3 separate regions of the Rattus norvegicus genome follow, and all the other regions are linked to region 2. A link is a contact called in public Hi-C data. All regions are on one chromosome and are shown on one strand. Each heading gives the region's core, a stretch centred on a gene start, on an enhancer-like site or on the middle of the called end of the contact. The rest is flanking DNA. Distances are from core to core; before and after follow the strand shown.

Region 1 (4,628 bases), core at 1,313-3,812, 270 kb after region 2:
GAGATGTGTGCTGCTGTGTCAGTTTTATGTAGGTGTTCGGATTCTGAATGCAGGTCCTCATGCTTGTGCAGCAGGCACATTACCAACTGGTCTATCTACTCCTCCCCAACCCCTAAGCATCTTTTTACATGGATGTTGGCCATTTTTTGTTTCTTCCTTTGACCATTGTCTATTCATATCATTTACCCATTCATTAATTGGTTGCTTTTTGTTATGGTTTTGTTTGATTGATTGATTGTTATATATGATGGGCATCAACTCTCTCAGATGAAGTGATGGTAAAACCTTCCTTGTGTTAGGTAAGATGTCTCTTCAGTCACTGATTGCTTTCTCTTCCATGCAGAAGTTTTGGATGGAACTTCATTTGTCATCCTGTGCCTTGAGGTCATATCGAAACATCAATGTGCATGTTGGGGTCCTGACATGTTTGCTTTCTGTTTCCTTCTAGGAATTTCCTAGTTTTAGATCTCACATTTAGGCCATTGTTCTCTTTGGAGTTGTTTCTTAAGAGAGTGAGGGATGGCCTCAAGTGGCAACTTTTTGCATATGGATATGCAATTTTCCCAGCACCATGTATTAAGAAGGTTACCCCTCTCTTTAGTGTATGTTTTTGGCATCATTGTCAAAACTCAGATGACTGTAGCCATAAGAGTTTGTTTCTGTGAGATCTATTAGATCCTGTTCGTCTGTGTGTTTATTGTTGTACCAGGATCAGGCTGTCTGAGTTACTATGGCTCTCAAGTATGTCTTGAAATCGTGTATTGGAATGCCTCTGTTTTTTGTACTTTTTGGCTGTTGGGGTCTCCTGGGCTTCTGTGTGATTTCATTGTGCTGTACTATTATCTAGAAGGGGTTATGGTTGGTACCTCTCATGAGGCTCTGAACACATATTGGTTCACACATTATTCCCTACAGTCCTTTTTATTATATGCTTTCAGGGCTTCACTAAGTATCCCTCTTGGCCAGGAGACTGGACTTCTTTCCTTACAACATAGCACTCCAGGCCTCCAGCACTAGTACTGGGGTATCAGTTTTACTGACTTTGTCACATTGTAGCAGCTACAGTGAAGCCACAGTTTTGACCAGTTTCAGTAGTAAAGGCCAGAGATTATTCCTCAACACTGAGAAAAGGCTGTAGTATTGATAAGCTCGTAAGAACATACTGTTGCAGACACCTTTAGAAAACAAAGTCCGCCAGCGATTACCTTGGACTACGATTATAACTGGCGCATATCTGTGTCCCTGGGGTCAAGTATTCAATTGCAATTTTCTTAATAGACTTATTTGGGGAGGAAATGAAACTTGAAAATTTCGGGACTTCCATTCTGCAGGTGCACTTAATAAGACAGTAAGCAAACAAATTGAAGGAAGACACAAATCAACCCGATTTTATTGTTTACAATAATGAAAGGCTGAATTTATAGAGTATTTACATCTCATTATGAACCTGAAGAGCATTTTACAATTTCACTTATTTTATCACCTTGCCTGCCTTTTAATTTTGAAGTAACTGTGCATCATAGACAGAAATGCACCTAAAGCCATTTTCACTCTGCACAATATAAAACTCCTTTTTCTTGCCTTCCCTCACAGTGCTGTTATTAAAAATGGAATAGTGTATGAACGTTAAAGGGAAGTAGGAACATTTATGCTATCACAACTCATGGGCACTGTAAAAATCCACCATCATCATAACTAATGTTGATAGGGCACTTACTGTCTTCTTTGGCTGAGTACAGTTTAAGAGTTTCACAATATTTTCCAGCTCATGGCCTGATGAAAGAACATCTAATCCTGGGAACTTGGATACTTGGATCTAGAACAGTGATTGTCAACCTTCCTAATGTTGCAACCCTTTAATGGTTCCTCATGTTGTGGTGACCCCCAGCCATATTTTTGTTGCTACTTAAAAACTGTAATTGTGTGACTGTTTTGAATCCTAATGTAAATATCTGGGTTTTCCGAGTGGTCCTATGAAAGGGCCATTTAATCCCCTGAGAGTTTGTAACCAATAGGTTGAGAAATACTGATTTAAGACAGTATCCAATGGAACTTAGTATATTATAGTGAAAATTCATGCCAATTTTACTTTTTCTTCCAGAAAGCATCACTTTCATGGTTTTAATATAGAAAGGGGGCATTTCACATACTATTGCTTATACCAAATGGCCTTATATAGCATATGGTTTAAGCTCACTGCACAGACTCTCGTTTCTGTTTAAGAGACAATGAACGGTTTGTTCTCAGTCCTCATTGTTCTGTCTATGGCTTTCCTAACATGTTCTTTCTTCCTTAGGAAAACATATCATAATACAAGACAAAAATAAGAATCACCTATTTAGCATAAAGTTAAATTTTATAATTTATATATTTTTATTATACTCATTAACACACATTAGCTGTAGAAATCAAAGAGGTTTGTTTTGACATTCCCAAACATGTCTCCCAGGTGTTCCTGTCCACCTGCCTCCTCTCCTCTCCATGCCTCCTCCCCTTACAATGTCTATCTTTCAAAATGCTTCCTAACTTCAGTCCTTGACTATCATTAACTATTTACTCGAGACACACCTCAGTGATTGCGATGTCCTAGAATGGTCTGAATAATTCTGTTAAGAACTGCTAGGATTAGTGGACTAGTCCAAGGTCATCTGGTTAATTAATAACAGTGCTCTGGTATTCAAACTCTAATTTTGAACTCTTGTGTTTTCTGAGCTACATTTTAGTCATGAAAAGTAACAGGACCTCACATACATACTAAGTCTGGGAACCCAAGGTAGATGTAAAATAACTACTCTAGCAACTTAGGCTGCATTATTTACACATTAAATTTCTTATATTTAGTCCTGAAAGCATGGCAAGAATAATATGGTCCTACTAAGACAGGCTCATAAACCCCACCACCACCACCAATCAACATTTGTGATGTTTGTCCTCCCATAAAATTCTGCAATAGTGCTACTTTATGTTGGACAACATACTCTATATGACCTATTTGTAGTAATTCAACTCTACTGAGAAGATGAAATAGAAATGTTCTATCATTGATCTTGCAAACTCAAGTGTGTGAAAATCAGTTGGACTATAGTCCCGTAGCTGGTTTCTGGACCTTAGAGCATTATAGACTCCAGTACTACAACTTTATGGCATTTCAGTTAGGAGAAACACATCATACAGAGGCAAGAGTGTCCAGGCTTCATGATTATTTTTCATCCATTTTGTTGTAACCAGAAACAACCCTTTTATCTGACAGGCTTAGGCCTGTTCTTGAATGGACTTCCGTTCTTGTCTTATGGGGAATGCCTTCATGGAAGATTCTATTTACCTGCATAAGATCTTGCTTCTTTTAGAGACTAAAAGTTGAATAGTATACTCACCTACATGCTCATGCTACTGTGCTGTCAAGTACCCACATCACGTGCATGCATGTGCACGCGCACGCACACACACACACACACACACACACACACACACACACACACCACTAATCTGGGAAATTCTTAGCTTTTATTAATATAATGTACTGGTGGAGATGATGGATGTCATTCTTGTGTAATCACCATCAGCATCTAACTACTAACTTTGGTCCTCTATTAGAGATTGTCACACTGGAAAATAAAAAAGGGTTTAGGAGAGAGATGCAGATTCTGGGACGGATTAATGAAAGTAGTGCACTGTATTCACTTAAGCCCATCAAAACAAACTGTGGAATAGGTGCCCCTTGGGCATCATCATAGTTAAAATTTGCTGACAAATATTTTGGCCCGAGTTTCATGAATCTGGAGATGCTTCAAACACCTGAAAGCCCTGGGCCTATGTTTTTCTTCCTCATTCTCCATAATTGACCTAGCAGATCCATTTCCCAGCCTGAGCCTTGGTCTCTCATATTTCCTGGAGCGTGAGACTAGATGATCTCTTAAAGACTTCTCTATACTCTGACACCATGGTTTCATGAACCTGGGGTTCTTCAAAGTGAACCAGGTCGCTGTGCTTTTCAAGCACAATTGCCTAGCAAAGTCTTCTGTGAACTATTTCTGTAATTGGGAAATAGACTCATATGGAAAGTGTCCTAGGCTTTATTTATCGAATAGAGACCTGTGCAAAATTCTCAAACCCTGAGCCATTGGATGCATGCCCCTCGATAAGACGAATGCAGAAAGAAAATGGCACTTCCACAGCCTGCAAGAAATGCACATATATAAAAGAATAGAAGCAAACCCTGGTTTATGAAAGCTTTCCCCATAGGAAGTAAATATGAGAGAAACCACTGTGCGGAGTTAAAGGCTAAATAGATGCCTTCTTGGAACAGGTTTCATTGGAATTATCAATAGAGCAAGAAAATAATGCAATGGGTTCCTAAGAAGACCTGTTCAACTTGTCCCTGCATCTTAAGTCCCTGGACTACCTGGCTCAACTACTGCTCAGTGCTGGAACTCTGGCAGATGAGGACAACCATGTATAAAGCAAGGGGAAAGGGCTTGCTCCACTTTTGAGTAAACTGACCTAGGTCAACAAGGTTTTCGTAACTCCCGGAGAAAATCCAGGCCCAGTCATTTCTTCAGGAAGTCTGAACTTTTAGATAAAGAAAAGGATTTCTATTCTCAGTTAAGATCCCTATCCTTTAATCATCA
Region 2 (4,467 bases), core at 779-3,278:
AAGCTCTCCTCCTTGGATCTCATCTGGCATAAGAATTAAAACAAGTCTGGACTGTTTTATACTTCCCTGTGCAGAAGAAGTGGTAAAGGTGGGGGTGGGGTCCTCTTGGTTCATCTTAGCCTATTTCCCTATTTTTACCCCCTCCCCTCCTTTTTGTTTTCTGTAGCTGAGGACCAAACCCAAGGGCCTTGGCTTGCTAAACAAGCTCTCTACCACTGAGATAAATCCCCAACCCTCTATTTCCCAACTCTTCACATAAAATGCCTCTAGACTATGAGAAAGCCCTAAGTACTTTACAATGTACATGGTGAAGAGTTTTACCGCTGTTATCTCATTGAACCCTAATAGAACCCTGTGTCATGGCCCAAGAAGAAGCTCCTTTTTATTGCTAAAGAAACACTGGAAAGTTTTCTCCCATGGGAGACACTCCATTTGGTTGACAAAGGGTGGGAAAGTTTTCAAGCCTGTGCACAAGAAGAGAAAGGGTGAGATTCTCGTTGTGTTAGGTTTACACAATGCATCTTTCCCATCTGCATTCTTCCCACTGGTCTCCTTAACTCCGCTGGGCATAGAACATTATTTCATGTCTAAAAGAACATGGGACACTGAATCAGAAGGACGAGTAGCTGCCGTTCCAAATCAGGCTGGCTGGAGGGGACCATGTCTCAAAACAAAAATAAATCAATTAAAAAGAAAGCATGGGTTATGATCTAGAACTAGTAAACCAGAAGGGGATTTGCCAGACTAGGTTCTAGGGTTACCAATGGCTTTTCTGTCTGTTATTAGACCTTTTTACCCAGATTCAGCCGTTTCTTCAATATTGGCAATAGACATGGTTTTTGGTAGAGACCTGTCCTTCAAGTAACACATGCATAAGTGTTTCTCCTTGTTTGGGGCACATTTTGTCTTGCAAGGGAATGCCATACTCAAACTTCCCCCAAACACTTTAGTGGAAAGACACTTAAAATTAGAAGCCTGAGTCATTATCTGGAGGAATGTAAGAGTTGACTGGAGGTTGAGGGATGAGGCAAAGGAAATGAGATGGGGGAAAAAAAGAGTCTGGGCTCAGGGGTGGGAATTCTAAAGAGAAGTGTAAAGTGTAAAACTTGAAAGGTACATCCAGGGCTATGGTGCACAGCTTAGGCCTTATTAAGTAACCCTTGCTTAAGAACTATCTTTTGAAAGGAGCACCCAACACACGCTCCAGAAAGTTATTGGGTACACTCCCAATTTTTTTCTTTGAATGATAAGATATACCCAGCACCAGTCCCAACTTCTGGCACCTTCTCCTAGTCTTTGATAGTCAAAAAGCCACAAGGCCCAAGTTCACACTCCAACGCCATGCTCTGATCTCTGGGTGGGGGAACAAATCTGTAGATCAGATGACCAGGGTGCTCTTCATACCTGGCAGCAGTAGTAGGAAAGACTGGGAAAGACCCTGCCAGGAGGGGAGCAAATGCCTCAGTGTTCCCATCCCCCAGCAGCTGACCACGACCTGGACCGTGGAGGGAGCACCGCGTGTCCACGTGCATCCGGCATGTCCGGCTAACTCTTCTTACATAAGATTCCCAGTATGGAGTCAGGGCAGCTGTGAATCCCTCTTACCCGACGTCTAATAATAAATCGAGGCTAAATTTCCGGACGGCAGCCACTCTAGGTTCGGGATTGAGGGGCTCTTTTGCAACCCGGACACACATGCATTCCGGTCATCCCACCCGGGGAGTGCGCGCCAAGCCAGCCCAGCCCGCGCGCGCCAGTCCGCCCTCCGGTTTGGACGGCGGCTCCTTGGGCTCAGTGCCTCACCCTCCCTCCCCCAGCCAGTTTGCTCTGGGTTTGGTGCTGGGGCGCGGCCGCTCCATCCTCCCAGCCCTACCCTGCCTTGCCCGGTTGGGCCGCCCAGCCTTGGCCCGGGTATCAGGCGAGAGGCGGAGCCACCCGGCGTGCCCCGCCCCCGCGGTAGAAAGGGCTGGGCGAGTGTTACTCGCGGTCAGGGCTGGGACCTTTTATCTGTGCTGCTGGAGGAGGTAGGAGGAGGAGACATCAGGGGTGGTCCTGGGGCGCCTGGGACACCTATCCTGGACTATAAATTGAGCACCTGGGATGGGCAGGGGGCCGAAGCAGCCACCATCACCCATACTCACAGTCCGATCAGTGACCGCAGCAGCGCCCTTGGGCAGCCACCGTCAGCAACTCGAGCACTGAGAACCAGGGGATTTCGCAGTGCAAGAGGTGGGTGTCCCCGCCCTTTGGCAGCCCGGGCTAATATGGTTGCTTTCGCTTAGGTTTTAGAAGGGAGAAACCAGAGTCTGGGCTAGGGGGGATTCTTTCTCCTTTTCTCTCAAAGGTCTTCTGCTAGCATTGGAGGAGGTGATACCGGCTGGTCCCGGGGAGCCACCCTGGTGTCCTCTCCGACCAGCAGTGGTCAGGGTGGGAGCATCGCGAGGAAAGGGGTGCTGGACACACGAACCGGGTGGGTAATTTGTTCTTTTCGTCTCTGTCTCCCGAGCAGATCAAGGCTAGACCCAACCACCTACCATCCTCGTGAGCCAAAGCTTAGAGCAGCCGCGCATCAGGAAGGGCTGAACTGAGACAGAAGGAAGAGTTAGAGAGGGCGGAGAAGGATCTGGGAATCCAGTCACACCGGCTTCAAGCAGGCTCCCGGCATTAGCGTTTGAAGGCGGGCATCGCCAGAGGTCTATCTCGGTGTACCAGTGTCCCTGTGTTTCCGCGCCCGCTCGGCCACCATGATGCAAATCTGCGACACATACAACCAGAAGCACTCGCTCTTTAACGCCATGAATCGCTTCATTGGCGCGGTGAACAACATGGACCAGACGGTGATGGTGCCCAGTCTGCTGCGCGATGTACCCCTGTCCGAGCCGGATCTAGACAACGAGGTCAGCGTGGAGGTAGGCGGCAGTGGCAGCTGCCTGGAGGAGCGCACGACCCCGGCCCCAAGCCCGGGCAGCGCCAATGGAAGCTTTTTCGCGCCCTCCCGGGACATGTACAGCCACTACGTGCTGCTCAAGTCCATCCGCAACGATATTGAGTGGGGAGTCCTGCACCAGCCTTCGTCCCCGCCGGCTGGGAGTGAGGAGGGCACCTGGAAGCCCAAGGACATCCTGGTGGGCCTGAGCCACTTGGAGAGCACGGATGCGGGCGAGGAAGATCTGGAGCAGCAGTTCCACTACCACCTGCGCGGGCTGCACACCGTGCTCTCCAAACTCACCCGCAAAGCCAACATCCTTACCAACAGATACAAGCAGGAGATCGGCTTCAGTAATTGGGGCCACTGAGGCGGGGTTGTCCCCGCTGCCCAGCACCCTCTCGGGTCGGCTCTACCACCCCCCTCTCTTTCCTCCAAACTATTTTCTTCCTGGTTGTGGGGCGCGAAGGGCACGCTGTAAAGTTGGGCTGTGTACTTGGTGGGGTTTGTGTGGAGAAAACAGAGCAGAGAGCAGAGGAAAGTAGTCGCCAGAGAGGGGGGTTCAAAGACCCCCGGAGGGGGCCTACTCTGTTGGTGGGAATGGAACTGGGCCGATGTCCTTCATTCAGCCTGTGCCTTTCTTGGGGTTTCTTTTCTCTTTTTCTTTCCGGAAGAGAAGGGCCTGAGAAAGGGCCATGCCAGGGCACAGCGCTGGGTTGCCACACTTGGGAGGGCAGCTTCTAGCTGGGTGCTCGGGGGAGGCGGGGCACAGCCTCCTGCCCGCCCTGCTTTGAGCTGCAAGAGGAGGCCTTGGCGTTGCTAGGATTGCGTCAGTTTTCCTGTTTGCACTATTTCTTTTTGTAACAGTGACCCTGTCTTAAGTATTTCAGATCTTTTTGCTTTGAAACTTCGTCGATTCCATTGTGATAAGCGCACAAGCAGCACTGTTGGTAACCGGTACTACTTTATTAATGATTTTCTGTTACACTGTACAGTAGTCCTATGGCACCCCATCCCTTTCACGCCACCCCTCCCCCACCCCGTGTGTGTAAACTGGTGACGTGCCAGCTAGGATGAAGCTTGCCACTCGGCCAGCGAAAATAATAACATTATTGTGAGAAAGTGGATTTATCTAAAGTGGAACCAACTGACATTCTATCTGTGTTGTACGTAGAATGATGAAGGGCTCCACTGTTGTTATATGTCTTGTTTATTTAAAACTTTTTTTTAATCCAGATGTAGACTATATTCTAAAAAATAAAAGCTCAGATGTGTTAACCAAACCGGACAAGTGTGTGTCGCTCTTTAATCCACCAATGAGTGGCAAATCATTAAAAAGAAACTTCCTTTATTTCCCTGACATTAAGTATTATTTTCTCTGATATTTCCAGGTGGTGTCTAGTCATCTCTACAACGATTTAGTTTTGACAAGTAGCTCCTGGAGAAGCTTTGCTCCAAGTCAGTTCCAAGATGGGACCAAATATCCCGAGAAGTTCATAAATATTCAAAGTATCTGTGAAATTACGTATAGTGTCTTTCAG
Region 3 (4,480 bases), core at 1,286-3,785, 370 kb after region 2:
GACAAGAAAGGGTTTATTTGGATTCTAGTTCCAGGATAAAGTCAATCACTGAGGGGAAGCCAGGTCAGTACTCAAGCAGATAGTCACATCCCATGCACAGTTAAGAGCAGAAAGAAATTAATGCACCCACTCAGCCTGCTTGCTCTCATCTAGTCTTCTTAGGGATTTCCTAGGGAATGGTGACACTCACTATGGTCTGGGCCCCCCTACATCAATTAATGATCAATGCAGCTTTCCACAGAAATAGCCACAGGCCAACCTGATCTAAATAACTACTCAATCGAAACTCTCTTCCCAGGTACTTCTAGACTGTGGCAAGTTGACATTTAAAACTAACTAGCATAAAAGAGGAAAATAAGATTTTATATGGAAAACCTAGGCTGGGTACCAGAAGCAGAATGCAAAGTGAGTTTGTGTGCAAGTAGTTTTCTAAGAAGTAGTCTCAAGTTTGAGGGTCCAAGGAGAAGAGCAAGCAAATGGAAGCAGCCAGGCAAAGGCACACTCTGGGATTCTCGGCCTCAGCCCCAACCATCTATGCATGAGAAGCTCTGCAGAACAAAATGACCCTTTCCAAGCCAAGCCAGCAGAGGTTTCAGGCTCCTGTCCCTATCAGTCAACCACCATAGGCTGTTTGGGGTAGGTGGGCTCCTGGTCCTTGTAGTTCCCTACATACAAGAGCAAAGTGGTTCTCTTCCCTCAACATGAGTACTGACCTCCTGAGGCCAAACACAGGCAGGTGAAGGAACAGCACACAAAGATATGGGCTGTGTGCCAAAGGGCTGGGGTAGGGGCCAAAAACCTGGATGGAACCACAACCATCAGCCACCAAAATGAGTATTGTCTCGGAGAAAACAGTGATTTTCTGGTCAGGGTTTTGGCCTGGCTCATCCTCTTCCCCCTCTAGCCATCTGCTGCTTCCTCCAGCAATGGGATTTGGAATCCTGAGTCATTGCCTCTTGCTGCCTTTGCTCTGGATTCCCCCTTGCCATGGAAATGGGAATCCAGGATGCGTCTCTCCGTGTGGAGAAGCATACAGTTGTGGGTGGGACAGAGGAAGTGCGGGAGGCAGACTGAGATCTACTCAGACCTGAAGAGGGCTCTGGGTTTCAGCTCAGTATCAATCCCAATGATGTGGTTTCCAAGCTGAGGTAACCATTTATTATATGTACCCCTGGCTCCCTTCTCTAAGGACAGCCACTTGTCAGCAGTTGGAATATTGGCCCTTGCCAGCTGCTTGATATTCTCAGGTCACAGGGATGCCTCGAGGATTCTGGCTGTGGTGGACATAAGACATTATAATCAAGGCGAGTTGTTTTAGCTAAATGACTCTATGCTTGAGCTGCAAACCTGGGCAGGAGTACGGAGGATGCCCTGTTTACCCCTGTAAATGTAGAAATAAACAACCGAAGTGACAGAAACACAAGAGCTTCTTTCTCAAACCAACAAAGTTCTACCCCACCCCACCCCAATCCGGGCCTGGACCTATGCTACAAAAGTGGAGAAAGGCTATAAGCCAGGATCTCAGATTAGCCAGCAACTGAGAGGTTAACTTCTGGCTCAAAGGAAACATTTAAAATCCTAGCTTCAGCCCCTGCCTGCTTTCTGTTCTGGTGGGCCCATGAATGGACTGTACCAGGGATAAAACACAATGCACCTTGCTCCTGCTAATATCCACTCCAGTCCTTAATGCAACAATCATCTTGTTCCTTTCCTCCCACTGCCTTCAAGAAAGGGAGGGAAGCCTGCTTGACTTTGCCCTTGCCTTTCAAGTAGCAAACAAACAAGATAGAAGACAGCTGGGAGTCAGTTCAAAAGCCCACCCCCTTTCTCTCTCTCCCTCCCTGTTTTCTCTCTCTCTCTCTCTCTCTCCCTCTCTCTCTCTCTCTCCCCCCCCCACCTCCCTCCACCCAGTCCATGACAGGGAGTAGGCATCTATGAATCTATGAGTTACCTCGCTGCCACTGGGGGCTAACTTGGAGCTAACTTGTCAAGGTGGTAGCTTCTGATGTGGACCACACAAGCATCGCTCTGCCAACCCCCCTTTGTAGTCCCCTTCTCTTTCTCTGAGGTTTGGCATCTGTCCAATCCCCCAGGAATTCAGCTGATAAATGAATTCATACTCAAAGGTTATTGACTTAATTTGTCACCTCCATCCAAGAGCTATTTGCACTGAAAAGAAATCCACCAGGGAGAGGGCAATGTTTAACTGCAAAGAACACCTTCCTAGTGGTGGGGTTTCCGGCAGCCAGGCTTTTGGGCAGTCTCTTTCCGGTCAAGCCAGAGGTTGATCTCTACTTAACAGATTGGTGCTGTAAGGATATTCTAACTCCAGTTAGCTTGGGGATGACCTGGAGTGTCCGTGTAAGGCTGCAGATTCTTGAACGCCAGAAATTTGATTCCATTTGAATCTGAGCCCAGCAGTCTGCATTTTAATCTACTTATCACTTTCCGGCAAGGTGTCCAGTGGACCCCATTTTAGGAGACTATTTCAGTGCTGTGGTATGTGTTGTGCCGAGGCTGGATGTCCAAGAGCAATGTGTAAGCAGATCTGGTGGCTCCTGAGTCTTGTGGTTTGCAGAATGTCACTTTCTTCCTGAGCTGATACATGATGGTCCTCCCTCTGTGAATGTACCCCTGGGATTTGTCTGTGCATCTAAAGTTTCTTCCACTTGTAAGCAGGCCAGGTGACTAAGTCCACCCTAATGACCTCATCCATTGCCTCACCGAACAGTTGTATTCTGAGGTCATGGGGTTAAGCCTTAAGCACATGAAATTTGGAAGTGGGCAAAATACTGTGTCTAACAGGCATATAGAAAAGAGAGAGAGAGAGAGAGAGAGAGAGAGAGAGAAGAGGGGGAGGAGAGGAGGAGGAGGAGAAGGAGAGGAGAGAGGAGAGAGAGACAGAGAGGGAAAGACATGGAGAGACAGAGACACACAGAGACACACAGAGAAACAGAGGGAGACAGAGACAGAGACAGAGACAGAGACAGAGACAGAGACAGAGAGACAGAGAGACAGACAGACAGACAGACAGACAGACAGACAGACAGAAAAAGAAACAGAGAGACAGAGGCAGAATTTATAAATGGATATCAGGCCACCCACCCAATTCTCCTTTTCTCTCAATACTGCAAGAGAGAAAACATAGGTAGGTTAAAAGGGGGCGGGGGCGGGGGGGCGGAGTAAGGAAAGAAAACAGTTCCTTGCAGAAATCACTGAGCTCTGCACATGATCGGAAGACACCGCGCCCCCTATTGGCGCCCACAGCCCCTGCGTAGGCAACCACCTTGGCTCACCCTCTTAAATTGCCTTGCTTATTTTATCTCCCCGCCCTGCCAGGTTTCTAAACTGCCTTTCTTCTTACAGCTTTGCGGCGGAGAACAGTCCTTGGTGTTAGAGACAGCGTGGCTGCCTGAGGCAGCCCTGGCCTCCACCTTCGAGGATGTTTCTTTCCCCAGAAAAAAGCTCAGCCCCTTCACCCTCCCCATTCATCATCACTATGGGCAATCTAATTACAGCCTTGTCTTAAAAGAGAAACTCATTTACAATTGAGACTTCTTCCTTATGAAAACGTAACATCTTGAACTATGTTTTTATGGCCTCCTTTTACAAAAAAAAAAAAGGAAATTAATTAATTTCCTCGTACACAGGGAAGACTCATGAGGTCTTGGAGGTTGTGGGTGACGCCAAAGAAAGCGCTCTCTCTCTCTCTCTCTCTCTCTCTCTCTCTCTCTCTCTCTCTCTCTCTCTCTGCCTCCCGCTGTGTGACAGTGAAATGCTAAAATGATTTTGGCAGGAGAATATTCTCAAAGGCTGTTCTTATTTCAGCAGCAGCAGCAGCAGCAGAGTATCTGGGAATGCAGGCTGCACCTCTGCCCTGTGGGGCTGTTTCTAATTGCAGGAGGTGAGCCACAGAAATCCTTCCCCTCGTTGGGCCCAGAGAAAGCGGCAAAAAACCTAAGGAAGATAATCGTGTCTGCCACACTCGGCGCTCACCACTTAAAGGAATTAACTTGTTGGAATAAAATATTTCTATGGGTGCAGAAAACTATGCATTAGAATAATGAGGCTGACCCTTTCCTTTTGCGTCGCAATCACAGGGGTTTGTTTCTGCTCTCTCTAATCACAACATGCTATCTTCCTCTTTGCTCACACCTCTGCAGGCAAGACTGGCTGCGAATACTCCAGATTATCACCTTCTCATTTCTTGTGTGAAATAATGGCCCAAGGACGGAAACTGACAAACCTGAATGCGAATTTGGGAAGGCAGCCCTCCTGTTACTTAGGAGAGCTGAAGCACAAAAGTCCTAAAAGCCACATTTCTCCCCTCTTTGTACTACTTAGAAAATGATTTCTGCTTTTCCCAAGTCTGGATTGATGTGCAGTCTTAAAGACAATTGGGATATTGATGTGCTTAATTAAATATCTATAGTATGGAGCAGCAGAATTACCTGGGGATAGCCCCCACGGGTTTCACTCT

The links. A called contact is a pair of places that touch in the nucleus more often than the background predicts.
Region 1: a contact with region 2 is called in a Hi-C map of kidney, with 2.3 times the contacts expected there. The contact joins the enhancer-like site here to the promoter of Mid1ip1 in region 2. A contact is called at or near these places in 2 of 12 Hi-C or Micro-C datasets (kidney and liver).
Region 3: a contact with region 2 is called in a Hi-C map of psoas muscle, with 2.1 times the contacts expected there. The contact joins the enhancer-like site here to the promoter of Mid1ip1 in region 2. A contact is called at or near these places in 2 of 12 Hi-C or Micro-C datasets (Schwann cells and psoas muscle) and 1 of 1 datasets of contacts at active chromatin or transcription factors (oligodendrocytes).

The regions. Positions count from the first base shown.
Region 1 is chrX:14,465,650-14,470,277 of GRCr8, reverse strand. It overlaps LOC134484143 (a long non-coding RNA gene), which reads right to left. Exons shown (of 2, transcript XR_010061550.1): 2 at 1,362-4,628. Among named protein-coding and RNA genes, the nearest start is that of Mid1ip1, 270 kb to the left of the region's middle. Within about 2 kb of position 2,562, at least 1 of the 93 cell types and tissues checked has an H3K27ac peak or open chromatin away from gene starts, as enhancers often do. A contact at or near this core is called in kidney, where this site is marked.
Region 2 is chrX:14,733,281-14,737,747 of GRCr8, reverse strand. It overlaps Mid1ip1 (MID1 interacting protein 1), which reads left to right and starts at 2,028. Exons shown (of 2, transcript NM_206950.1): 1 at 2,028-2,229; 2 at 2,510-4,209. The coding sequence starts at 2,745. The coding sequence ends at 3,296. The region is part of intron 1 of LOC120099251 (a long non-coding RNA gene); the gene reads right to left.
Region 3 is chrX:14,367,451-14,371,930 of GRCr8, reverse strand. No RefSeq gene overlaps it. Among named protein-coding and RNA genes, the nearest start is that of Mid1ip1, 370 kb to the left of the region's middle. Within about 2 kb of position 2,535, at least 2 of the 93 cell types and tissues checked have an H3K27ac peak or open chromatin away from gene starts, as enhancers often do.